2 separate regions of the Mus musculus genome follow, and region 2 is linked to region 1. A link is a contact called in public Hi-C data. All regions are on one chromosome and are shown on one strand. Each heading gives the region's core, a stretch centred on a gene start, on an enhancer-like site or on the middle of the called end of the contact. The rest is flanking DNA. Distances are from core to core; before and after follow the strand shown.

Region 1 (5,390 bases), core at 1,417-3,916:
ATGGGGTGGGTGAGTTTGGAGGCAGCCGTATGACACTGAGAAATTAATTCTTTTCACAACTTAAGAGAGAGAAGAAACTCCATTCATTCTCCCTCCCTCCCACTGGGGATCAAACTGAGTTCATTAGGCTTGCTCAGCACGCACCTGTGTCCACTGCCGTCCTGCCTGTCCCTGGTTGTTTGGGATAGGATTTCTCTGTAGTAAAGGCTGGCCCGGATTTCCCCACATAGCCCAAACTGGGTTTGAGCTTTTTATGCTCCTGTCTCAGCTTCTCAAATACTGGGGTTACAGACGTCTGTTACCCTGCTTGGGTACAGAGAATCATTTCTGTTTCTCGGTGTTGTCAGGAGGAGCTGGGATGCTGACACTCACATGCCTGCAAGGTCTGATAATAGTGATTTGTTGTTGATTCACACATTATTCCAGGCTTTGGCAGCTTAAAACAATAAAATCCTATCATCTCTGTTGCTCAGCTGAGGGGTTCTGGCTCAGGGTACCTCTCTAGGTTTTCCGGGATAGTAATTATCTGGGGTTCACTGAGGCTGGGGACCTGGTTGGAAGGAGGTATCGGTTCCTCGCCCCTCCAGAGAGGCCTGCTTTAGATAAAAGACACAATTATCCTAGTAAATATGACCGAGTCAAATCATGCCATACATGCCTCATTGCACACCTGTCCCTGTGATAAGCAGACAGACATGGCACCTCCTGGCTGCCAGGTAAAGGGTGGCATGGCTCTCGGGTGGCACAACTACCTTGGTGACTTGGAGCGGTGATTTCATCCCACTCATCAGACCCCCTTACCCTATTTACATTTTTCTCTATTAAACTGTTTTTACTTCTTTACCTGTTCAGTAAATAACCCCTAGGTGCCTGTTTAGGCTGGGTATTTTGTGGGGTTCAGTATAAGAATAAAGCGTTGCCCATCTTTCTGGAGCTGACCCCAGCCATGACCTCCCTGGTTCCCATAATCTCTTCCTTCCCCGCTCTTCTGGTTCACGTTCTCTCACTGGGGACATTGCTCTGCCACACTTTGTTTCTCCTGTCTCTTTCCCTACAGGGGTTTTGGGCACATACATGTCCACCCTGAACAGGGACTACTGGCTTCTCTCCCAAAGCATATTTATGCATATACTCATGTGCATACAAGTGCAAGCATACACACACATAAGCATGAATGCACACAATCAAGCATGCTCATGCAGACATACACATATTCGAATATGTACACACACACACACACACACACACACACACACACTCATGTGCACATACCACCACTCCTACCTGTCTTTCTGGTCTTAGTTGCCTCTTGTTTTACTCTTCAGCTTCAACATTCCTTCCTGAGAGAGAGGGTCCCAAACTTCTTCCAGTCTCCAGTCCCACGTGCCCACCCTTTCTTGTGCATTTGTATAATAGCATCTTGATTTCTCCAAATACCTACTGCCTTGAGGGTCTTTGTCCTTTGTGAGTGTCTTTCTCCCCCACTGGACTGTATACTACCCAACACCGTGAGAATCCAAGCGTCTCGTTCACTTTCAGATCAGCACCCAGCCCCCCGCACAAGCAGATACATGATAAGTGAAGGATTGGGTGGCTATGTGGGTGGAAATACTGTGGGGAGAGAAGTGTGTAGTGGAATACACCTGTGAGGAAGGGGCCTGGCCACCCGGCTGGGGAAAGGACGGTGGCAGGAGCTCTCAGGAGAAATTCACGCTGGTATCAAGGCAGGATAGGAAAAAGCAAAGTATAGAGAAGAAGAAAGAGCAGCCGAGGCAGAACAGTCAAAGTGGGGGCAATGGTCAGAGGCCTGGGGAGCTCTGTTAGCAAGGGTGAGACAGGCACCCAGGAGCAGCAGGACTTGGCAGCCCCAGGGCACTGGCTAGTCCTTTCCTCTCTTCCCGTTCCAATACTCAGTCACCCCCTACCCTGGATACCTTTCATGAGACACTTCCAGAATCTTCGGCTTTAGAGTCCTTAAGGAGACAGGACATTCTATAAAGAGGAGACTTCATCCCCACCTCTCTCCTTTTCTCTCTTGCCCTCCCTCCATCCCCTCCCTTCATCCTTTACCAAACTCACTTCCCTTTCTTGGGCTTCTTCTACATCTCACCAGTTGCAAAGAGTGTTTTCTTCTTACTCTCTTTTAAAAGATGAATAGAGCCCTAAGCTGGAATTGGTCTCTCTGTTCATCCCTGTCTCCATTATCACTACCACTATAACAGTGGCCAGAGAAGCAGATCAGGTCTAGCATGTGGGTCACCAAGGGCAGAAAGGAGGCTCTTGTTAGTTCCCAAAATAGGCACAGATACAGACAGGCCAGGTTAGCTGAGCAGAAAGGTAGAACAAGGCCATGCCCCGAGGGAAGCCTGTCAGATGACTCCCACCTCCTGCTCCCACTGCCTGAAACTGTTTGACAAAGTGTCAGCAGGGCGGTAGTGCCTCCAAGGGTTTGGGCATGGAGAAGGGCCCAAGGCAGGGCTCAGGCCCAAGAAAGGGGCATCTTGACTCTCAAGGTGAGGGCTAGGCAGAGAATGCAGAGCCAGAGGAGCAGAACCTTGCAAACTTTTCACTTTCATGCCAGAAATGTGCCAGGGGGAGCCCTGGTTTTCTCTCTGCAGAGACTTGATGTGTCATCTTCTTACACGAGAAGTGCTGACGTCAGACCAGGGCTTTGCGCTTGCTCAGCAAGCTTTCTGCCACTCAGCTGTACCCCCCAGACAAGGCCTGATGGTTAACTGTTCTGCTTTGCTCTGGCAGGGAGGAGCCTCCAGGGCTCACCCGCTCTGGCAGGAAGGAGAGAGATTTTGCAAAGGGAAGCTGCAGCCCTGTAGTTCCTGGGAACAAAGCATGGTAGGATAGGCCACATTCTCAGGGCCAGACTGGCATAGCGAAGCACTGCAGGCTGACTCCGGTGCCAGGGTCACTGGCTAAGGTTGCTCACCGAAGGATGACAACCCTGGAAGGGAAACTGTAGTCCTGAGGTTGGTGGGGGAACAATTGTGTATGGAAACAATGTCATACATTCATATCTCCCAGAGACTCCATGCAGGAGCTAGCTAGACCCCAGAGGGATCTTGGTGTTTGTGAGCTCTGATGGACTGGAGGGAGTAGATGAAGATAATACCTTGAAGCAAACCCGGGTGTGCAGCCCACAGTTAAGCTCACAGAGCTGCCCTTGCATAGAGGGTTGCTTTGGGTAATTCTTCTGTGGAAAGAGGATGCCCCCCAGGCTACCTGGGCACACAGAACAAAGTGCCAGGGAAAACACGTTTGAATCTGGAGTGGGTGCATTTTTTTTTTTTGGATGAAACAGAAGAAAACAGGAGGAGGAGGGACCCTGGGAAATGCTTTGGGCTTCAGAGGACACATGGGTGTGGGGTCATTTGAGAAGTGAGGACTGAAGACAATGAGGCTAGTGTGACAGAGGCCTGGGAGGAATACAGCCAGGAAGCAGTGTAGGTGGGGAAGATCTGGAAGAAAGGAGGGCCTGTGCCAGGAGGATGTGGGAGAATAAAGGGAGAGAGGGTGACATATGTATGTATGTATGTATGAATGTATTATATATGCATGAATGTACGAATGTATATATGTATACATGCATATATTATGTATGTATATATGTATGTATATATGCATGCATGATGTATGTATGTATGTGTGCATGCATGATATATGTATGTATATATGTATGCATGCATGATATATGTATGTATGTATGTATGCATGCATGATGTATGTATGTATGTATGTAGTGTTAAGTGAGAGATCAAGAGCTTGGGAAGGAGGGTCACAGGGCACCTCAGAGATGTCATCAAGAGGGAGCTTAGCGGAGGGCAGGAGAGACAGTCTCCATCTGCAGAGCTTGTTCTTTGGGAGTCCCGGCTGTGCCCTAAACAGTCCACAAGGCTAGGGCAAGGTCACCACTGCTGAAATATAGGAGGGAGGGTAAAGATTTGTAGGGTGCTTGGGCTAAACCTGGAGTGATGGTGCACGGTGTATTTGTTCATTCAACAAACATTTCCTGCATGTTTACTAGAAATAGAGCAGACAAGACAAAATCCTTGACCTCTCTGGTGTATGTATGTATGTATGTATGTATGTATGTATGTATGTATTTACTACAGTGTTGAGCAGGACTGGAGGTCAAACCCAGGTTCACTTACATGCTAAGCAAACATTACTCCTGAGATTTTTCAAAAGTAAATGGCGCTGGTGGTCAAACCTAGACTGGCATAAGTGCTGGGTCTGAGCTCAGCCTCGCAGCCATCCTTGCCACACTGAAGCCTAGGTTACCCTTTAAGGAGAAAGGATGGACAGCAGCAATGGGATACTTTTTATTCATTTTCAATACACTGCTTGTTTCTCCTCCTTGCCCCGCTCCCCCTCCAACCCCCCCACCCCCTCCAATCAGATCAAAGCTTCTTGGAACCAGGTCTGCTCAGCTCTGATGGCAAAGGACGGAGCCGAAGCACAGTCAGGACTTTTCGTGAGAGGACTATGCAGGGCTCACACACCGCTGCTGTGTGCGTTCTTGCCCCTGTTTCCCAGACACCGATCCCATCAGGGTGAAGGGAAAGGAAGTGTCCACCCAGAACTCCTCCTAACTTTACTCCTTTTGGCAGCTTCTCTTGTTTTATCTTCTCTCTGTGGAATAACCTTTAGAACAGGCTAACGTCAATCCCGGAACTCCCTGCCTAAAAGGAGTTTGGATAAGTCAGTTGAAATGCATTTGAGTCTCAAGAAACAGAAGGCTCAGACAGTTGCCACCACTGTGAAGACTTGCCATCTCACATGAAAAGTAACTTGGGACAATGACCCGCAGGAGGCGATGGGTGAGTCCATTGCCAGGAGCCCAAGTCCTTCCTGCTTCTGGCTCTGGCATTCCTAGGAGGACTCTGTCTGAGTTAGCAGGGTAGCTACTGTATCCAGATATCACAGGGCCTAGGAGGAGGTGGGGTGCTTTGTCGCCATGAATTTGCAACAGGAATGAGACCCTTATCCACAGACTCAGCAAATGGCCCTTATGACTATGTATAGTACTAGCCGCTGATCCAAACAGCCACCATCTTTAGGAAATTTGTTCCCAACTTCCCTTAAAGAAGAAAGGGGGCAGAGGACATAGGACCCTCAACTTGAATATCCAGCCACTTCTCCCAATGCATATGGCTGTGGGGGAGGGGTGAGAGGATATAGGTGGGGAAGGGTTGGGGGGGGGTCTGCAGCCACGGGTTACATCATTCCTGTTGGCCTTCCTGAGTGGCTACTTTAAGGTTACCTCTGCCTGTGTCTCCTTACCTGTTGTTCTGTAAGCCCGATGAACTCAGACGTTTCTCCAGGTGAAACTTAGGTGGACTTGTACTTGGTTTGTCAGTGGGAGGAGGGGTAGACGT
Region 2 (5,390 bases), core at 1,633-4,132, 850 kb after region 1:
ACCGTCATGACCCAGACTCCTTCACTTTTTGACAGAATCCTGCATTTTTGATAAAGCCACCAAGCTAAAGTATTCTGACCTATATTTCCCTTGAATTTAAACATTAAATAATGCAGGTAAGAGCATTAGCTCCAGGACTTTCCATTCAATTTCCCAAACTCAATAGAATGGCTAAATTAGTGACCCCTTTGTGTATGATCCCATCTATCTATCTATCTATCTATCTATCTATCTATCTATCTATCTATCCAGCCAGCCAGCCAGCCATTCACTCATTTTGCTCAGTTGAGGAAGCCAAGTTACCGACCTGCTAGTGTTCATCATAAACATGAATGGAATGCTTTTCTGAGAAATTTTTCATCAAATTGAGCCTCCTCTCAATGGTGGAGTGAAGCCATTCAGGACTTAATGACATTTTTTTTAATCACTATTCGCTAAAATTAACATTTGTTTTCACAAGGGCAAGAGAGCTGTTACTAAATGAGAGAACTTCAGTCACCAAGTGACTGGATGACTCTGATGGGAGGAGGAAGAAGTATATGATGGCCCTCCTAGAAACAGATTGGTACAGAGATGCTGGGGGTGGGGGTGGGGTGCGGATGATGCTTGGGCAGGGCCAATGGGAGGCTCCTATAATTCTAAGCACTATACTCTGGGAGAGAGGGCACTCAGAAAGCCTGCACTTGAAACTCTTCATCACTGTCTAAACAGAAGCCCTGCCTTTTCCATAAATGGAAGAATGGCCACTTACCGATTCTAATATGAGCGTTTAAGTTCTTCCGGGTGCCTTTCTTCACTTACTTATATGTGGTGGTAAGGAAAGCATCCTTGGAGTTTCATACAACTACTCTAGATGACTAGATGCAAATTCCCAAATGTCAGTCTAAAGTAAACCAGGATCCAAATGTGCAGCCCAGGGAATGTGCAGCCCAGGGAAAACCCCATGTTTAGACTCGGGTTTTACTCATGCTGTAGAAGGCCATGCTGGGAGCCTCTGCTTTTAGGGAAGTGTTCTGTTCTTTCTGAGGAGGCAGGGCTGCTTCGCTTCAAATTCACTTCCCTTGCTGTTAACGCCTTTTCAACCACGGAGCAAACAAAGTGAACTCTTAGTCCAGGGACTTAAAATCTGTACAATGTGGAAACCTAAAGGAAAAGAACCTACAACTAAACGTAAAAAAAAAAAACCCACATTTTTAGCAATTTTGCAATTTTAGCAAAATTGGCAAATATAGCTTATACAATGACTGCCACAGCTTCTTGAATAAACACAATTCAAATAAATTTCATGTAAAAACTGAGGCCATCTGTTACCGAAATCATTCTATGGTATTTAATTTTGAACTCAAATTCTCTCATTTAGTAACAACTGTGTTTCCCTTAGGGAAGCAAATGTGAGTTTTTCATGAATAGTTACTGGAAAACAGTTAGGTACTGAGCTAAATACTTCATATGTTACATAACTTTTCTGAATTTTATCCTTTTTTCCAAAGTTAGGATAATAATATGCAGCTTTCATGCTATGGAAAACGCAGAAGTCAAATAAAAAGCCCACACATAGTGGTCATGCATATTGCCTGGGTCTCCACAGTACTTCGATCTTATCAAAAGTTTTGATGAGTATTATCACTAGCTCATGCCCAGGTTGGGAGATGAGAGAGGCCACATGCGCTGTCTCCACGCACACTGACTGTGTCTGCTTAGATGGCAATCTAACTAAATAGTCTTAGAAACCCTCTTCTCTTCAAGTGAGTCACTGCTAAATAAGGAAATGGATCTCGGACTGGCAAGTGGCTCAGATGGTAAAAGCCCTTGCTTGGCTCCGAACCTGACGACCTAATTTAATCTCCAGATTTCACATAAAAAGCCAGATGTCGTGACACACTTACTCAGTCCCAGAATTCCTAGTTTGGGGTGGGAGTTAGAGACAGGAAAAGTGACCAGAAGCTCACAAGCCAGCTAGGCTATTGTGTAATGCAGCAACAAGAGGAAGAGAGAACTGATTCTTGAAAGGTGTACATACATACATACACACACAGACACACACACAGACAGACAGACAGACAGACAGACACATACACACACACACACATACACACACACCCCACAGGAAGAATAAATAAATGAATGAAGGAAGAAAGATCGGATGGACCTGGATCCTGTCCATTTTAACAAGTGAAATAAGAAGAGTTAAAAGCAGTATGCCTGGTTCTCACCAAAGCAAAATTCTAAAAAATAAAAAGCAAGTTCTACCTGGCATTATTTGGACATTCTATTCTATGCCATGAAAGAAAATAAACTTTATCCTGCTCCTAGAAGAAAATCATAGATTATCTTTTATTCTACAGATATTAATTTGTCCCACGAACACGATTTAAACTTCTTAAACTTCTTCCAATAAATATCCAAGTAACTCATTAGAGATTATATTTGTTTGCATTTTCACATGAAGCAGCCACACAGATGCTGAGAAATCCGAATGACTTCGGCTTGGCATAACTCAGCGAAGTTGCTCTCACTTTATGAGTGGAACCTGAGACCCATTTGCAATACCCAGAAACGGACAGTAGCAATCCACTGCTGCTTCCTGGCCTTTCAGAGGTGTTGGTAGGGGGAGCTCTTGGAAGCTGAGAGAGAGCAATACAATTATCAAATGGAAAAAAAAAGGTTTTCTCTGGCTCCTCCCACACAGCCTGAGCGTTTGTTCAATGTCGAGGTAAGGTGGAGAGGAACGCCCTTGTACACCACCAGCTAGAAATGGAGTCTGGAGAGAAAAGCGGGCAAAACTGGGTGCCAAGTCTCCTCAGAGAACTGTGCTCTGCACAATACAAGGTGGCATGAGTCAATACTAAAGGCACCCCAGAAGCTGTCAGACATGAAACCATAGACCATTGCTATTATTAGAAATAACCACATATGGTGGTTACCATGTCTCAGACTTGGAAGGAGCCAGTGACATTTCACATAGAAAGTTTGGGTACCATCAGTGTGCAGCCAATGGTGGGGTCAAGTTTTGGGGGGCTACTTTTAAGATTCATGAACTCTCAGAAATGAGGCAGTCTAAACTATTCATACCTTATCTGGGTTGTCGAGGTGCCTAGCCCTTGTTGGCAATCTTCAATGTTCAGAGTACTCAGGGTGCCCTAGAAGGACAGGCACACGGCATTCTTGGCACAGAAATTCTAATTTGAGTTGACATTTTAAGAGACCATTTTTGCTTTATGTACCTTGACCCATAAAAAATAAACAGATAGAAGTCTTAAGCGGCTTTCTAAGTTGTATGTTTTCTATCACACTTCACTATGTAATGTTGGAGACTAAGGGGAAAGATGCACAGATTGGAAATATATTCTGTGTGCAGGTGTCAGGTAGCTGACTGATTTCAGAAAGGCATGGATTTGGGGGTGTTCAGGAATATTCAACCTTTTGACTTTGTGGTCAAAATGTGTTGGGCCACATGCGTAGCTACCACGGGATGCATATTGCCCATGGGCTGCAGGTTGGATGTACCCAATTTAAATACTAATCCTAATCTGTAAAGGGGCTCCAAACTCTAAAAACCAAATGTCTTCTGGGATAAAAACTGGGGCTTTGGGTGTACATGGAATTGTAGGAAGAAGGAAGCTTTCTTCATAAAGTTACATACTCATCTGTAGAATTTCTAATTATAAAGATGATTTATTTATTTGATGTGTTATAAATGTTTTGCTCACATGTTTGTTTGTGCACCATGTATGTGCCTGGTGCCTGTGGAGGCTGGAAGATGGCATCAGGTCCCCTGGAGCTGGAAATGTGGACAGATGGTTGTGAGCAGTCAGGTGAATGCTGGGAACTGAACCCGGGTCCTCCGCAAGAGCAGCCAGCGCTCTTAAATGTTCAGCCATCTCTCTTACCATTCTAGACTTTCTAATTTTAATTTAATGAACAGTCCGAGGAGAATCTAGTAGAGTCAGTGACTGCTGCATGGCCAGTCACTTTGGAGGATTAAACAGCTGACCTCCCCCTTCTCTTCACATTATTACGGGCAACAGAATTATGCAGTAAACAATGATGTTCGTGTAAAATATAGCTCAGCAACCTGGGATGACCATGAGGGCGGCCAGCTATGGACGGCATGATACAGAATTAGATCCTAGATCAGGGATAATGTAAGGACACAGAACCCAGCCCTGCACAGGGCCCAGTGCAGCTAGCAGATGATAAACAAGACTCCTCTGGATGTCTAACTGGCATCCAGTAAATTCTTGATGATTAATTGATTGACTTGCTGATTGACATAATGGCCCCTGGGAGCGCCAACTTGGATGATAGGGCTTTTGAAATTAACTCTATTAATATGTCAGTGGCTTATGCAAGTCTCAACATTTCCCTGCTACAGGATCCCCTCTGTCTACGGCACAGAGGATAATCACTTGTCTGCAGCAGTTACCGGGAAGAAGGAGAGACTAAAAGAGGATGAGGTTATTGTAGAAGTCTGAGGCGCTCTCTGCAATCTACGGGGTGGCTGGGTAGTGCCAGCCTCTGTAGGGCGTCAGAGTCTGACAACTCAGCTGCCAATGTCCTGAAAGGGGAGACAGGACAACCACTGCCAGGAGGATGAGGCATGCCAGGCACGGGGACAAAGCTGGGCATCAGGGGCAAAGGACAAGCAAAAGCCAAAGAACACGGAGCAGACATCAGGCTGAGAGTCCTCGGGGGTTCTCTGCCTCTCCTCAACTCCTAGCTTGAAGGAGCTCATCAGACTAGAGGCTATCAAACTCCAGTGAACAAACAATTACTTTGGGATATTTGCGTCAGCTTCACCAGGCTAGATTATTCCCTGGAGATTCCGAATCAGTAGAACTCAGCTTAAGCCCAGGGCTATGCATCATGAAAAGCTCTCTGCATGGTTCTGTAGCAAGAGCCAGTGGTCCTCAGCACTGGTACAGAGGGCTCACCAAGCTTTGTGCTTCTTAATGACCATGATGAGCAACACCGAGAGCAAGCATCACCTCGCTTGTACCCACCCAGTTCTAAGCTTAGATTTCTTGATATCATAAAGATTTATGATACTCAGAAACCACTTAACAAGATTTCACCATATGAAATAGTTCAAGTTAAGGGGCATGTGGCAGTTTAGTTTTATTGTCAAGTTGCCTAGACACACACCAGAGGAGTGTGTGTCTGGGCAAACTGTCAAATGAAGAACTGCCTCTATCAAACTGGTCTGTGTACATGCCTATGGTGCATTTTCTTGACTGCTAATTGACATAAGGGCCCAGCCCACGATGCCTGGTAGCATCCCTGGGCACGTAAGAAAGGTAGCTGGATATAAGCCTTGGGAGAAACAAGGAAGCAACCTTCTCCCATGGCTTAGGCGCCGAGCTCCAGCACTGAGTATTGCTTCACCTTTC

The links. Hi-C and Micro-C count contacts between places; a contact is called where the count stands out from the background.
Region 2: a contact with region 1 is called in a Hi-C map of the N1E-115 cell line, with 5 times the contacts expected there. The contact joins two enhancer-like sites. A contact is called at or near these places in 2 of 484 Hi-C or Micro-C datasets (the G1E-ER4 cell line and the N1E-115 cell line).

The regions. Positions count from the first base shown.
Region 1 is chr3:122,298,820-122,304,209 of GRCm38.p6, forward strand. It overlaps Gm40190. Among named protein-coding and RNA genes, the nearest start is that of Mir760, 7.8 kb to the left of the region's middle. Within about 2 kb of position 2,667, at least 103 of the 459 cell types and tissues checked have an H3K27ac peak or open chromatin away from gene starts, as enhancers often do. A contact at or near this core is called in the N1E-115 cell line, where this site is marked.
Region 2 is chr3:123,148,954-123,154,343 of GRCm38.p6, forward strand. All of the region lies in intron 1 of Synpo2 (synaptopodin 2), which reads right to left. Among named protein-coding and RNA genes, the nearest start is that of Synpo2, 84 kb to the right of the region's middle. Within about 2 kb of position 2,883, at least 13 of the 459 cell types and tissues checked have an H3K27ac peak or open chromatin away from gene starts, as enhancers often do. A contact at or near this core is called in the N1E-115 cell line, where this site is marked.